Linked DNA regions of Mus musculus: region 2 is linked to region 1. Evidence: chromatin contacts called from public Hi-C data. All regions are on one chromosome and are shown on one strand. Each heading gives the region's core, a stretch centred on a gene start, on an enhancer-like site or on the middle of the called end of the contact. The rest is flanking DNA. Distances are from core to core; before and after follow the strand shown.

Evidence for each region. A called contact is a pair of places that touch in the nucleus more often than the background predicts.
Region 2: a Hi-C map of liver shows a contact between it and region 1, with 2.7 times the contacts expected there. The contact joins two enhancer-like sites. A contact is called at or near these places in 3 of 15 datasets of contacts at CTCF or cohesin (the NIH/3T3 cell line, large pre-B cells and pro-B cells), 29 of 484 Hi-C or Micro-C datasets (B cells, CD4 T cells, DN3 thymocytes and 22 more), 7 of 115 datasets of contacts at active chromatin or transcription factors (bone marrow-derived dendritic cells, embryonic fibroblasts, embryonic stem cells and 3 more) and 1 of 9 other capture datasets (embryonic stem cells).

The regions. Positions count from the first base shown.
Region 1 is chr19:58,064,228-58,072,171 of GRCm38.p6, reverse strand. All of the region lies in intron 28 of Atrnl1 (attractin like 1), which reads right to left. Among named protein-coding and RNA genes, the nearest start is that of Mir5623, 17 kb to the right of the region's middle. Within about 2 kb of position 3,846, at least 8 of the 459 cell types and tissues checked have an H3K27ac peak or open chromatin away from gene starts, as enhancers often do. A contact at or near this core is called in liver, where this site is marked.
Region 2 is chr19:58,550,873-58,558,816 of GRCm38.p6, reverse strand. It overlaps Ccdc172 (coiled-coil domain containing 172), which reads right to left. Exons shown (of 9, transcript NM_029372.3): 8 at 7,302-7,389; 9 at 5,713-5,965. The coding sequence ends at 5,903. Among named protein-coding and RNA genes, the nearest start is that of Ccdc172, 43 kb to the right of the region's middle. Within about 2 kb of position 3,671, at least 3 of the 459 cell types and tissues checked have an H3K27ac peak or open chromatin away from gene starts, as enhancers often do. A contact at or near this core is called in liver, where this site is marked.

The DNA of each region.
Region 1 (7,944 bases), core at 2,597-5,096:
AATGAATTTCATGTTTCTAATGTGGCCAGCAAGATCTGAAATTGATTTGGCATTTGGCAGAATGGCATCTTGCAATGCAAGGGTCTTCCATTTCTTCTGCACATCAGAATTGCACATAAATGGTCTTCAAACTAGATCTGCACCACCTGACTGAGGTGTGGCCCTGTGGCACCTCCAACCTCCAGCACAGTGGGTCCACTTAGAAGGGAAGGGTCCTCCAGCACTAAGTATCTCACCCCTCCCTGCCTGTTCCCCACTCAAGATGGTAAGCGTCCTTTTCATGAGGTATGCCTGCTACCCAGCACAGTACTCAGGAATACACTCACGCTCGTTAAATAGTTTTCAGTACACAAATAAAATATACATGCTTTCCACCTGCCAAGGGGAAAATATCTCCAAGTCTTCAGAGAGAAGTTAAGCCAAGATAGCATTTGTGTAGATACACACTTGGCTGAAATACTTCAAGTTAATTGTGTAAAATTTGGTTACTGCTTATATTAAATAGGATTTAAATATTGCCAAACAGTACTTTTGTTCCCGCAGCTCAAATGATCTCATCCAGATATTATCAAGAGGGTACGTGAGCGTCAACATACTCTGTCAACTCATTTTACTCCAGACCATTTGGTTTATTTTCAAAATTAGGAGGCAGAGTAATGGGGGTTTGTGGTGTTTTCATAATTTGTTCCTGTCCATCTTCTAATCCTTTCTCCTATGTTCTGTCTCCCCATGCCTGCCCACATTCTGATGTCCCACCCCCATGTCCTGCCCCCCATGCCCTCCCACACTTGCCCACTGTCATGTCACAGGTGTCCCCTTCCTTCCTAAAGCCCCTCCCCAGCTTGGGGTTCCATTGTATTTTCATGGCTTACAGTCATAGTCACACCCACATATAAAAAATTAAAGCTGAGATCCTTATGCAAGAGAGAAGAACGTGTGACAGTGTCTGAGTCTAGGTCACCTTATTTAATATAATAATTATTATTTCCATCCATTTTCTTGATTCTATAATTTTATTTTTCTTTATGGCTGAATAAAATTCTCTCTCCACACCAAATGCTCACCAACCATTCACCCGCTGATGGACATCTAGGCTGATTCCATCCCCTTGTTACTGTGAACAGAGCAGCAGGAACACGTGTGTAAGCCTCTCTGTGCTAAGACAGAGCCCTCTGGGGTGTGCCCCGGGGTGGTGTGGCCCGGTCACATAGTTTTAGTTTACCTCTTGGAGAAGCCTCTGTGAGCTGTGCTAGCTTCCGCTCCTACCAGCAGTGACTAAATGTTCCTCGCTCCCCACATTGTCGCCAGCTTTTTCTTGACAATAGTTACAGGGACTGGGGTGAGATGGAATCTCACCGTTGTTATAATTTGCACATCCATGGTGGCTAAGAATGCTGAATACCTTAAGAAGTATTTATTGAGCAGCGTGTTTCTTCTTTTGAGAGCTGTCTCTTCCACTCATTACCTGTTTATTGATTACCTGTTTTGCTTTTTACCTGTTTGATTTGTTCGGCTCTTTACATATTTGAGGTGTTAACCCTCAGCTAACATATAGCTGGTGACTTTTGCTAGTTCATTATCACTCTCCTTTTCTGGACTCATGCTTATATATATAACATTCATGTGCACATAACCACATCCTGGACTATCTGAATTGAGCCCATTCATACTTCCACTCTCTAAAGGCGAGCACTCTCTCTCTCCTTTTTAAAGATTTATTTATTTATCGACTATGTCATTTGCCTTACAGAAGCTTTCCAGTTTTATGAGTTCCCATTTATCAGTTCTTGATCTTAGAGCATGTGCCATTGGAGTTCTGTTTAGGAAATTTCCCCCTATGCCAATGAGTTCAAGGCTCTTTCCCACTTTCTCTTCTATTAGAGTCAGTGTATCTGGTTTTATGCTGAGGTCCTTGATCCACTTGGACTTGAGCTTTGTACAAGGTGACAAATATGGGTCTATTTTCATTCTTCTACATACAGACAGCCAGTTAGACAGATTGCCCTCTGAAAGACCCTACGAGCAGCTGAAAGAGTCAGATACAGATATTTGCACCTAAACAATGAAAAGAAGCAGCTGACCCCTGTTGTTGAATTAAGGAAGCTGAAAGAAGCTGAGGGGAAGGGAGATTCTGTAGGAGAAACCGCAGTCTTAACCTAGAGCCCTGAGATCTTTCAAACACTGGACCACCAAACAGACAGCATGCACCAGCTGATATGAGGTCTCTAACACACATACAATAGAGGACTTCTGGGTCTGTGTTCATCCAGAGATAATGCACCTAACCCTCAAGAGACTGGAGGCCCCAGGGAGTTTAGAGGTCAGGTGGGGTGAGGGGTGGGGGCGTCCATGTGGAGATGGGGTGGGGTGGGGAGGAGGTGTGGGATGTGGAGCAGTTGGACGGTAGATGGGGAGGGGCAGGGAATGGAATATGGAGTGTAAAAAATGAATGACAAATAAAATTAATAAATAAAAAAAAGATTTATTTATTTAATGTTGTATGAGCATTCTGTTGCTGACACAGCAGAAGAAGGCATTGGATCCAATTACAGATGGTTATGAACTACCATTCAGTTGTTGGGAATTGACCTCAGGACCTCTGGAAGAGGAGACAGTGCTCTTAACCACTGAGCCATCTCTCCAGCCCCTATCACTTAAATGCCTTTGGTCTAAGATCTACAGTCTTCTCAGTATGATTTCTACAGCCATCTCTTTAGTCAGACTCAGGGAGGTTAACAGACTGCCTCATCTCTGCCCATGTGTATTGGCTACAGATTTTCTGGGGTTGGGGTAGGCTATATTGTAACAGAGTGCTGTCTCCATTCCTAGTTACAGCAACAATGACTTCCGTCTACTGAAAGTGATGTCCAGTGTAACTTGAGTCTTAGCTACAATCACATAGATCCTCTCTTCTCTATTTTGTTCTTGGGCTTCTAAGAGCCGGAAATACATTCTACAGTGATGGCTTCTCAGAGCAGTCTATTATGACACACCAGTTACTCTCTTTTCAGTTTGCAATTGCTTATAGAGCACAGAAGTTGTATGCCTCTTGGCTCAGATCCACAAGGCAGACAATTTACTGTACTCTCTTTCTAATTGTCTACTATTCCTTTTAAAGAAAAAAAAATCATTCTGGATAAATTGTTTAGCTGAAGTGGTAGAAATGTTTTAAACAGAGAAAAAAATGTTTCCTTTCCTGGAACTGTCAGAGAGTTTTCTAATTAAAACACAGTAGACTTATGGCTAAAAGAACACTCAGAGCAAAGGCTAGAATTTAATTTACTATCACTTAAAAACGCAAATTACAAAAAAAAAACACTTTAAAATTATTCCAAGTGCACATTATCTTAGCAATTAATTAATTGTGCATATCACTGTCAGATCTCTTTGACTCTGCAGTATGCATTCATTCATCAAATTTCTCTGTCTCCAGAGCAGTCTCCTTATCTTACCAATATGGAGGTTTCACTTCAGAGAACTTGTAACTGTGAAAAACACAAACTGAGCAAACATCAGAAGAGGCCTGAGCTTCTGAACAGCACAGGAAGTGGTAGTTATGGGACTGGGAATTCACTGGGAATGTGGGTATTCTGGTATCTACTGCCCGGATAAGTATGATCAAAGCAGAATACAGCATTCGAGGGATGAGCACATACTGTCTGTCAGGTATATTAAACACTCTAAAGACACCATCTCCTCTGACTCTTTCCCAAGAGGTAGGTGGTCTATTTCCTATTATGCAAGTTAAAAATTAAACCTGAGAAAAGCTGTATTTCCCCAGGGTAAAACGCCCAGGGAGTAAGTGATCCATACTCCTCCTATTGAAGGGCCAAAGCTCTGACCTTCTGGTGTTTTCTCCTTTCTGACCTTACACACCCTGGGTTCAGAGAACACGTGACACTTGAATCTGCTTTCATTTCAACCCTTTCTGAAAATGTTTGCCAAATTCTCACTCCCAACTGCAAGATGCTCAGTGCTGGCTCTTCTAAACTGTCTCTCTCACTGGATCTCTTCCTACTGAAGCCCTCAAGGCTTAAGAGACTGATATTGTCCAGGCTAGCGACGTAGGGAATCAGTTTTGCCAAGGAACTCAAGAGACTTGAGGTCCAGATCCTACCATGTCTCTGGAATGCCATCAACCAATCCCAGTGTCTTATAATCTCTGCCCGACTCCTTGGACAATATCTTCAATATAGTCTTAGCCTGGTTAATTTCTGGTTGAACTTCAAAATTTTTGCACAGGGCCCTAACCTCTGAAAGGACAAGTCCAGGCAGCTTTGTACACTGGTCAGCAGTACACAGTTGGTGCTGACTATGTATGAATGAAGAAAATGTTCTAAGCAAACCTTTAGTACAAGCACATATGCTTCACCCATCTTGGTGCATGAATGAGCTCTGCTTAGATCACCAACTCTTTACCATTGTTTTATACGGTTTCCTTCTTCGGGACTTACATCTTGGTTTGTGATTTCTTTTGGAAAACATGATCCTGAACATGATCCTAGACTCATCCCCCAGAATAAGTTAATGCCCAGTGCTGATCTTCAGGGCAATCCTAGCAGATCACTCAGTTTTTCAACTGGGGCTGCACACAGTGGCACACACCCTTATTCCTAGCAGTACGGTGGCCTAGACAGGTGGATCCCTGTGACTCTGAAGCCAGCCTGGACTACATAGTGAGTTCCAGGCCAGCCAAGGCTGCATGATAAGACCCCATCTCAAAATATAAACCACAACCAAAAAATTCAACTAGAAAAGAGTTCTCAAGTCAAGCTATAGTAAGAACTTTGCTGTCAGTGGCTGGAGAGATGACTCAGTTGTTAAGAGTGCTGGAATGCCCTTCCAGAGGACCTGGGTTTGATTTTCAGCACATGTACATAGAGCGACTCACAGTCTTGTGTAACTCCAGTTCCAAGGGATCTGATATCCTTTTCTGGCCTCCACTGGCAGTAACTCCCTGGTATACTATAAATCCATTTTAAGAATACCTTGCTATTAATAAACCTTGTTAGGAGCACATAGGCAGTGTCTGAGGCGGGGGATAAGAGGCATTACTAGTAACCTTTATTTGGTTCTGTCACACACTTCCTGATAATCCCTTCTGCAAACCCTTGAGATCCTCTTTGTGTCTTAGAACCTTACTCTCTGAGATCGCTCAAGATCCTCTTTGTGTCTTAGAACCTTAGTCTCTGAGATCGCTCTGCGCTTGTCATAACTGATCCCTGCCGTCTTTTTTCTTCTATGGATAGGAAGCAAAATTTAGTTTCTTAAAACTAAATTTTAATATCGTGTCACAGCTCGAAATCCATAATATCTTTCTTAGTTCACATTGGATTAAATCAAAACCCTGGCAGTGAAGGCTTTCTCAGTATCTCTGTATCTTTTCTCATTCACAGGATGCTCTGCTCAGAGGCTGCACAAGTCTGGAATATGAGTTCAAAAAGAAAAAAGAAAAAGAAAAAAGGAGCCCCATGTTCTGCTCTTCCTTTCGCATCAATGTTTTTATCCTCCGTAGATACGGGAGATTGAGTTATTTACGGTCTACAGGAGGGATTGCACTTTCCTTCATAGAAGAAGTATTATCAGCATTTCCTCTGTGCTCCTGAAGTGTGTTGATGGCTGATTTCCTCCTTCAACAGTGCCTGATATTTGGGAAATGCTCTCTCGGAGATGTGTTTAAGGATAATCACCATATTCCCAATTTCTCTAGTCAGTACCAAATGGCACTCAAGAAAGACAAAGGCTGGAGGACACTAGGGAAAGAGAGCCTCCTTGCATGAGACAGGCTCTCCCAAAGTTGAAGGATATGGGAATATAAGTTTTCAATAGGACAGTCCCTGTAAGCTTGGAAATGCTCAGCCCACAACAGCAAGGTTCTTCTGCCCTCCGACTCTGCTGGGAGGGTGTCATCAACATGGTGAATCACAGCCGATCAACAGATCGTCTGAAGTCACAGTGGGAGAGAGCTTTAGCTTCTACCGGAGCAGTGTGGCGCTGAGTTGGCACAGAGGACGCAGACAGGAAGACTGGAAGAACTGTGGGATGCCCGCCTTGGGGCAATGTTACATTGTTCCATTTTATCCTCTGACACTGTTGCTCTAGTAACTCCCCGTGGTCCACAGAAGTGAGGTGTATTATTAGCCAGCCTTGAAGCTCTCTGCATCTGACTTAGTACCCTTAACTGATCATGAAATTACTGAAAATCCTTTAATATTTTTTCTTAAATAAAACTAAAATGAACACAATCATTAAATTAAATGTTTGCATATTTCTGTGTGTGCCCACCCATCAGATGTTTTGATCCTGCTATTATGCTGCCCGAATAAGCTCTCTGAGATCTGCACAAAATGGAGGACTCCCTTGCTTAGAGGGGCTTCCTCTTCCTTGCCTGACCTTACTTGGAGAGCATCTCTGAGCACGGATGTCTGACCTTATCTAGAAGATGACCCTGTACAGAGCTTCCTGCACAAGCTGCATGATTCAGCACAGAAGTCCTGCTAAGCCCTTCCCAAGTATGATAATTAGGTAGTGTGTCATGACCAATCAGCCCTTCCCTCCTGTAGCCACTCCCACCCCAGCCCCCCCCCCCAAAAATCTGAAGAAAGTCACTTAGCCTATGATCAGATTACAGTTTCATCTTCCTCTCTCCTGATAACCATTTCCACCCTAGCCAATAATGTATATCCACCCTGGAAATTCCCACCCACTCCCCAAGATCTGTATGGCCCTTGTTCACCCCAAATAAGGTTGAGTTGTCTCGCTGAAGCCGATCCCCCTACCTCCCTCTTGCTCCCCTTGTCCGTGGGGGCCAGTAACCACTGAGAAGTGAGGGCCACAGATAACAAAAACTCATAATGCTTAGCAGAGTGGATCACAGGCCAAACTCTGATCAACAAAATGTCAGAAGCCATCCCAGGGCACACGTCTAAGAAACAGTATTTACCGACTTGTCAAAATGAAGCCTGAATAAAAGGAGTAAGTTGGTTCCTCATAGAATCTCAGGGCTGGCACATGAGAGGGTGTGGTTGGTGGGTGGGTGTGGGTGGTACTGGAAGAAAGAGCATAGTTCTCAAATCACGGATCTTGTGACTCCCGACCGCAAAGGAGGGCTTGGCTTGTTTTCAACCCTGTTCACATTTATCTTGCAGAGGAATTTAAAAACACACCCAGGAGACTCTCCTACTCTCTGGTGCTTTGGGGTCTACATCTTGCCTTGGCAGTGGCTTTCTCTGATTGTGTGGCATTGCCCATGACTTACAAAACAGCACGCTTGCTGACAGTGCACACCAAGGCTGTGTGAAGGTTACAGCCAAGCAAGATGAAGGAATACCATTCTGAAGCCAGCCGTAACAGGAATGCAGGCTTCAGTTGATTACGCTCGCTGTTCTATGGGTATTGTCTCCTATCTCAGGGTACTTATCGTCCACAGAGGAAAGCTATGAGAGCACACAGTTAAATTCGAGCAGAAGGATATTCTTTAAATGGCTGATAAACAGCGTTCACGGCTAGCCTTCAGGGAGGAGCAGCTATGGTGTAACCTGAAAACTCCCACAAAGTCTAGGCTCCCCAGAAGTCCAGCCTGATTTACATATGCAAACCAACCAGCCTGATTTACATATGTAAACGGAGGAAGTGTTGGTGTGTCACTATTTATCTGACAAACTCGTGAAAAGTTGGCAGAGTGAAGTAGCTGCTGATTTACTGTTGCTTCCTCGGGGTTCCTGCAGTCAGGATGTAACAATATCTACAGGAAACTGCGAATATTCACTTTATTTCAATTAGTTCTTGACCCACAGGCATTGCTTCCTCGGCCAGCTCAGGAAACAGGACTTTTAGCATCTCAGGCTGCTCCACTAGTGAGATAAGCCCTGAAGTCCTGGCTAGCCATCCCCAGCAACACTGGCTGCTCTGTCTTATCGGCTTCCCTGCCGGTGTTTATTTAAC
Region 2 (7,944 bases), core at 2,422-4,921, 490 kb before region 1:
CAGAGATACAAAATTTATATTTGGAAAAAGCTGTGGAAAGGAAAGAAGAAAAGGTTGTTTTGTTTTGTTAGAGACAGGGCTTTCAATATGTCGCCCTGCTCCTCTTGCCCCCAGCTGCAGAAGGCCAGGATTACAAGCAGAAACCATCATTCCTCCTGAGCCAGTCTTGCCCAAACTTGAGCCCCCAAACCAATCCCACCAATTTTGTTGAACCATTCTGCTTAATGTGGTACTAGAGAATTCCAGCAGGTGGCGCTCATATATTTATCTAAATATGGTGCTAACTTGAAAACACAATTGTTAAAACTGTATTGCAGATCAGAAAGATTGAACCAACCCACAGAAGCAAATACATTTTGAAATTTCCTATTACCACAGAGAAACAATGCTTTTAAGGGACTCGCGTGCACATTCACAGCTCGCAAGCAGCATGCAAGGTTCACTTTCCAGTCTAGCATCTGGTGGAAGCAGGCGTTCATAACCATTATGTGTCAATCAACAGCTTGATAATGGAGAGCTCTAAGTGACCACTGAGAGGCTTACAAACTTCTTCCATGATGGGATGCGGGATCATTATTTTCTCATAGTTCATTTTATAGACTGTTCTACACAGAGAAGTTCTGGAATTATCAAGGATTATCATTACCTGCTTTCCAGTGAAGTAATCGGGTTCAGGATTAATGAGAACTAGGAAGATGGAGTAATTCAACCACGAAAGTCATTAATGAATGAACTCGAGTTAACTAGAGAATCAATTTATTTTAATATATATCGATGAAATAAAGAACTAATTCAAATCATATTCAACACATATTGTGCCAGGCAGACATGGCTGTGTCCTGAGAGGAAAATGGAGTGCAAGGCAGTGGCCCTCATAAAACTCAGGGTTGAATGATAATAACAGAAAAGAAAAGTGAGAAAGCCATTGGGATTGGACACAAGGATGGGAGTTTAGTGAAGGTGTTATGTTATGTTATAGCTTCTGAGAGGCTACGTGCAGTATCTGCAATTCACGGATGGATCCATCACTTTGGGTCTGAGGTACGGCTAAACATTAGGGCAGAAGGAGGGAGACAAGAGACAGGATCAAAGTTTAAACTTCATAATCATCTCCCACGGATCTACTTTCTCTAGAAAGGCTTCACCACCTACGGTCCACCATCTTCCAAGCCCAGAGCACAGGCATCTATAGCAGGAGTTTCAGCCATAACAACTATACAGAAATGTAAGACTGTCTGAAGGAAGCCATCCCTGTGGGGTGATATATCATCTGACACTTGACTGACAGAAGTTGGTGCCGAACAGGGATGGGTGATGGGAAGCACTCCAAGCACAGAACAGCTCATGAGGTGTCCCCAAGGCCAGAACAGGTTGGTTCAATTTGGAGAACACAGAGCCAGCCCATGAAGCTGAAGAAGAGGATGCAAAGAGGAGTAGGGCAGGCCTGGAGCTAGGATGGGCGAGGCTTGCAAGACAGACAGAGAGCAGAATGTAAGTGGGGAAGCTGGACTAAGCAGGGACGCTTCAGTGAGGTCAGCTGATTCTTCTGCATGCATCCCTTCTGGAAGGTGTGTGAGTCTGCACTCCTGCCTTAGCAGACTGGCAAGGGTGAGGACCTCCCGCACGGACGTTACCATCCCTTGGGACATATCAGTGACCACACGGCAATGCTAACACACACATCTGTACAAAGGCTAACAAAGAAGGATGGGTAGGTATTGTTTCCAAGAGATTCTCAGGTCAAATTCTCGTAAGCATTCCAGCCTGCTCTGTACTGAGGACCCTTTCTTATCTGGGACAAGAAGAAGACAGTCTCAGTTATGTGAAACTCCTATTTGCTGATCGTGACTAATTCCATGATTTCTAGAATCAAAGGCTTATCTAAATAATTTTCAAATCTCTCTGACAATGGCTGTTGTGTAGATTTTTAATTCCAAGCAAAAATTCAAAACCAATACTCTTTGAGGTGTTATCACTGGAGTCTGAGCAACTGAAGTGTAAATAAAGAGCCTACTATAGCTCTTGGTGACCTCACACTAATAAGACCGTTAACTCAGGCCTCAACCCTTTCTGCAAAGCCTGTGAAGACGCTTGCCATGCACCTGGGCACTCTAAAGCCTGCTGATGCCTCTGGTTAAAGATGCTCCTGGGAATATAATCTCCATGCTCTGCAAACTTTGACTGGTGCTGGATTTAGAACTTCTACAGCACTGGCCCTGTGCCCCACCCCCTTAGCTCACACTGTAGGGGCTTCTTATCCAACACCCACAGAAACTGTTCCAACAATGGCAGTACAATGGTGGCTTTAGCAACCACAAAGCTGGATCCAGAAGTACTCATTAGTGTTGTATTTGCATCTATTAGATGGAGATTAAGAGGGTTTTATTTGAACAAGACTTTATTTACCAACTAATTAGGATGGCAATTTATTACAAGTATGAAAATAATGAACTTAGAATTATGAGAGGAGTGGAGCTCTTCTGGCTGTAAAGAGAAAAACAAAAGCATTTCTCCTGCTTCCTGTGCCTGAGAATGGCTCTATGTCAGTCATCGCTATTAATTTCACATTTCACTTGCTCTTTATTTTCCCCAACATCTGAATTCTGGTGCTGTTGATTTTATAAAGGCTTTTTAAAGATAAATTTGCTATGTATTAGAAGCAGTTGTTTAAATAAGCACTCAATTCCAACAGCTCGGTACTTCCCATGGCAGCAGCTGGGAGCACACTCCACAACCAGGCCAGCCTGTCTTTGCTGTGTGTTCCTTCTTCTTCCAGTCAAAGAAAGCCAGCTCTCCTAACACGCGCTACCTTGTGCAGGTTGTCCTCATGTTTAATAAACAGGAGCCTCCACCAACAACCAATAGTAAATCTTCCTTCTCCTGTATGGGGGAGGGGGCCTAATACAACATCCTTCATGGATTATTAGTCAGTGTCGTGTCAGTATTATTTATCTCATATCCTGAGTGAATTAATAAGAAAATGAAGCTGAATCTCCAGTACGATCATTTGACTCTTAGATGAAGCCAAAACAGGCCATGTAACTTTAAAATACAATATTTACAAAGTACAAAGTCAGCTAACTCTGCATTCCTACCTCAAATGTTTTCAGAGATAACTCTGCTTCATTCTTACATTAAAAATAAAATAAAATAAAACAAAACCTGTTGTATTAAGATAAAAGGGGCACACACCTCTACAACTTAATCCCTGCTCCAGGCTAATGACATGAGATATTTTTCACTTTTAGTTCACATCCTGAAAAAAAAAAAAAATGCCCTTGACAGGAAATGTTCTGAACTGGATTCTGAGAGTCGAACTTACATTTTTTTTTTTCAAATGACAAAGACAGAAGAGAGGCAGAACAAGCAAGCATGGAAGCCCACCTAAAATAGACCAACTCTGAGTGCTGAAGGTTCGCTAGGTGCTGACCAATGTCACAGTTCAAATTTATACCACAATAGACATTTAAGACAGAGCATCTTACCCTCCTTGCCTCCCCCCTCAACCCCCCCAAGTGTCTCCTTCATTGCTGATCACGCTCCTGAACTGCAATCATGGTTTCTGGACTGCAAATAAACAAATTGTTCATCACAGTGTGACGTAGTTAGTTATGATTGATCACTGCAAAATAGAAAAGGACTTTGTCCTCAGCCAAAGCTGAGAAGGGGCTGGGCCAGTGTGTGCTGTCTGTCCATCTGTAAGCACCCAGCATGCCCATCTGGTAAGAGACTCCATGGGTCATTCACAGCAGAGCTCCCATTCCACAGGAGGGACCAACCCCACCTCAGTCTGTTTCCTGGTCCTAATTGATTATAATGCAATAACCCCAACCTTCTTTTAGGCTTTTAAAATCTCATCCTAGTTGTACAAGTTCCAAGAAAAGCCAGGCAGGCAGGCAGGCAGGCAGGCAGGCAGGCAGGCAGGCAGGCAGGCAGGCAAATGCTCTTTATCTTTTACCAAAAACAATTTATTCTGAACAAACCACTGGGGAGGCAGCCATGTCTGGCATTGCCCCACCTATCAACAGTAAGGTCTAAGAAGAGGATGGAGTCTCCACTAGGGTTTACTCCACATCCTATGATTTTACTGCTATTTTTTCTCTAGCCAAGTGGCTTCATTAGTCAACAAGAGAATATGTACCAAGCTATGCATTCTAATAGTCTCCAATAGAGGTAAAAATTAGAAATTGCTTTTTGAAAAGAAGTAGGGTGGCATTAAAGATCCACGACGGCATGGCAGGCTGTGCAGGCGTGGCGTTGGGATCACATGGGTTAGTGGCACTCTGCTCATGACTAAATGCACAACCAATTGAATGAATTTATGTACTACTCACTTGCTCACAAACTGTCTCTCTCTATAGACGCTGTCTCACTTCCAGAGTAATTAAATTCAGTCTGTGACGTATTTATATGCACACAATTTCAGTTCATTGTCCTTCCAAGAGTTTTATGACTGACACACACGGGGAAGGAGAAGAAAGCAACAACTGAAGACCCAAGCCAGTGGGAACAGCTCGGTTTTAACCCATGGCTGCTACCTGCTGTTTCCTCCTCTTCACAGAACCTGTCCCGTAAACACAGCCAGTCACATGGTTAGTACTGTGTGGCTCTCCCACACAGTGCACATCATACCTTTGATGACGTGAACAGTGGCTTAAATCTTGAGTTATTTCTTTCATTTTAAATAGTAGAAACACCAAGTCTCAGTCCTTCTCCCATGCTCAGCTCACACTGTTCCTGCTGCTGTCACTAAATTTCTACCTACAGGTCCATACGGCACGCTAGCAGATGACAGTCATATAAGTGGTGGTATTCTGTATGCGTGCACAACAGGGCACCCACAGTCCACACCAGAGTTTCATTCTAGACCCAGCCATGTGCACAAATGGCTGAGTGGAAAGATGTGTGTACTTAGATACTCTCAGCTCATTAACATTATATAATAGTCACAGACCTAAGATTCTAGTGCCTTGGCCCATAAATGCAAGTTTCCCATTTTTTTTTTCAAAACTAAGAATATACAACAACAATTACAAAAATAGTTGTGGCAAAGTAATACTTGCTCTGAAATTAAAGCCTTGGCACTCTACTTTAACCCAAATGGATCTGAGACATTTCTGAACTGGTCATGTGAGGCAGCTCACTAAACAAATTCAAAGGAACATGGCTCCAACATCAAAACTTAACAATTCTGACACAAGATCCTCCCACCTAGCCTCGTCTAGGCCCTGACTAAACAGCTCCAATCCTAGCAAAACACTAGTGAAAATACAACAGCTCCAATCCTAGTGAACCACTAGTGAAAACACAACAGCTCCAATCCTAGTGAAAATACCCGATCTGGAAGCGGGACAGTGCACAATGCTGGACATTCCATGCCCCCCTGCCCACCAACTGAAGAACTTCCTTATTCCCAACCAAGGCTGTCATTTGGAGAAGAAGTGGTGGGCACAGGAACCAGTGGGGAATGGCTGCCTGGAGATGCCTCACACTGTGAAGTTCTGTAGACACACACAGGAATGAAAGGCCTCAAATGATCGCTGTTGACAGACATTTGATGATTGAAGAAAGAATAAAATCAAAGTAAGCACTCTTCCCTGGCAGAAATGGCACCAACAAAATTGAATCAATAATCTGAACACTTCTTTCTGTGTATGTTTGACAGGATGTAAGGTAAGCTACAGTAAAAAATGAGACAGGCAGATCAGAAAGGACAGACCAACTTAAATCTGGAGTTTAGTATCTTCTTCTTTCTCTCCCCTTAGAAACTGTACAAGGACCTCTTAGGTAACAAGATAAAATGTATTATGCAATAGAGTCATCACTCCTCTGCACTGCCTGATCCTCATGTTCACGTAGAGATCAGCTCTACAGGCTCCACTCATGTGTGGTTCTCTGATGCTCAAGTGTGGGGTGGCTCATGACTCAAGGAGTTACTGTCCTGGGGATCCTTTGGTGCCAGTGCCTAAAAAGTAAACATGCAGAACACATCTGTAAGGGACAGCATACTCTGATGTGCAAACATCTATAAGGGACAGCACACTCTGATGTGCATACACATCTGAAAGGGACAGTGCACTCTGATGTGCACACATCTGTAAGGGACAGCACACTCTGATGTGCACACACATCTGTAAGGGACAGCACACTCTGATGTGGACACACATCTTTAAGGGACAGCACACTCTGATGTGCATACATCTGTAAGGGACAGCACTCTAATGTGCACACATCTGTAAGGGACAGCACACTGATGTGCACACACATCTGTAAGGGACAGTGCACTCTGATGTGCACACATCTGTAAGGACAGAACACTCTGATGTGGACACATCTATAAGGGACAGTGTACTCTGTTGTGCACACATCTGTAAGGGACAGCACACTCTGATGTGCACACATTTGTAAGGGACAGCACACTCTGACACATCTGTAAGGGACAGTGCACTCTGATGTGCACACATCTATAAGGGACAGCACACTCTGTTGTGCACACATCTGTAAGGGACAGTGCACTCTGATGTGCACACATTTGTAAGGGACAGCACACTCTGACATATCTGTAAGGGACAGCACATTCTGATGTGCATGCATCTGTTAAGGGACAGCACACTCTGATGTGCTGTTTCTCAGCCCAGGGTCACGGACATGCTAGATGAATGTACAACTACCCAGCTACATAGCCAACCTACACTCATTTTTTAAAGAGACCATAACACATTTACCTAAATTTAGTACAGCAATAATTCTGAGGATTTTTGACTCAGGTTTTCCAAAGTTCTTGTAGAAATTATGAAACAAAACATAATTCTAACAGTTTAAACAAGCAAATGCTTAAGAGTATATAACACCCTCTAAACCATTAAGATACACTATAGCAAACCCTGCTCTCATCTCTACCTTAGTTACAGGCAGAGCTCTCACAGAACCTGAACACCTACAGCTCTAAGATCATGGTGGGCTGTAGTAGAAAGCTCGGGATTAGATGTAGTCAGCATGGTTCACGCCTGCTAGAAGCTGAGGTGACCAAGCCTTAGACACCAGGGCAGAACTGTCTCAGTGGAAGGATGGGAGGTTGGATGGGTTAGAACTCAGCATGAAGCCATCCTGCTTTCCTTGGTGACATGGTGCTGCCCCTCCAGGAGTTTAAAACACCTTACAACACCTTACAGTTTACATCCTGACTTTGCTTTCACTCCCTTGCTTGTGGGGTTTTGCAGAGGTGCAATGCCCTAGGTAAAGCCTGGCTTCGCAGCAGCAGAGACTGCTGGAGAGAGGGGAAGAGAGCAGCAGGGGCTTACCAACTCCAGGAGGTCTACTTCTGCTTGGAGAGCTCTGTAGACACTTTCCATGTCTTCTGCTTTATACAGATCTAACTCCCTTTTAAGCCTGTCTTAAGGGAAAATCGCTCCATTAGTTTGATACTAAACTTTTACAATAATTTTATTACATACAGAGTGTCAGGTTTGTATTCTCAAAAAAAAATCAGGATTCAAGTTAAAAACCCAAAGTATTTAGAAAAATTTACTCTATGATTCTATATAAACTACATAAAATTTTGAAAAGAAACTTCCTTTAAAAATAAGGCAGAAAATAAATCACAGATAAGTCACAGTAATGTAAGAAGTCCTGGTGGGTTAATGTGACGAGGGCAGAATTCTGTCTAAAGACTTTTGAGTAGTTCTCCTGAGGAGCTAAACACATGGGTGAGTCATTGGCTTCCCGGATCCTAATACGAAACTTAAGTAAAGAAATTACTTGTGACATTTGTTTTTGCTCTAAAATGAAAGACAACATATAATACATATATAATTACACTGTATGAGTCTGGAATGAAACATTAGATTTTATTTTTACCAATTGTATCTTTAAATTTTTGAATAACTTATTGAATATAAAGATTATTTTTGTCTGAATTCAATGTGGAGATTAGGAAAGAAGCTC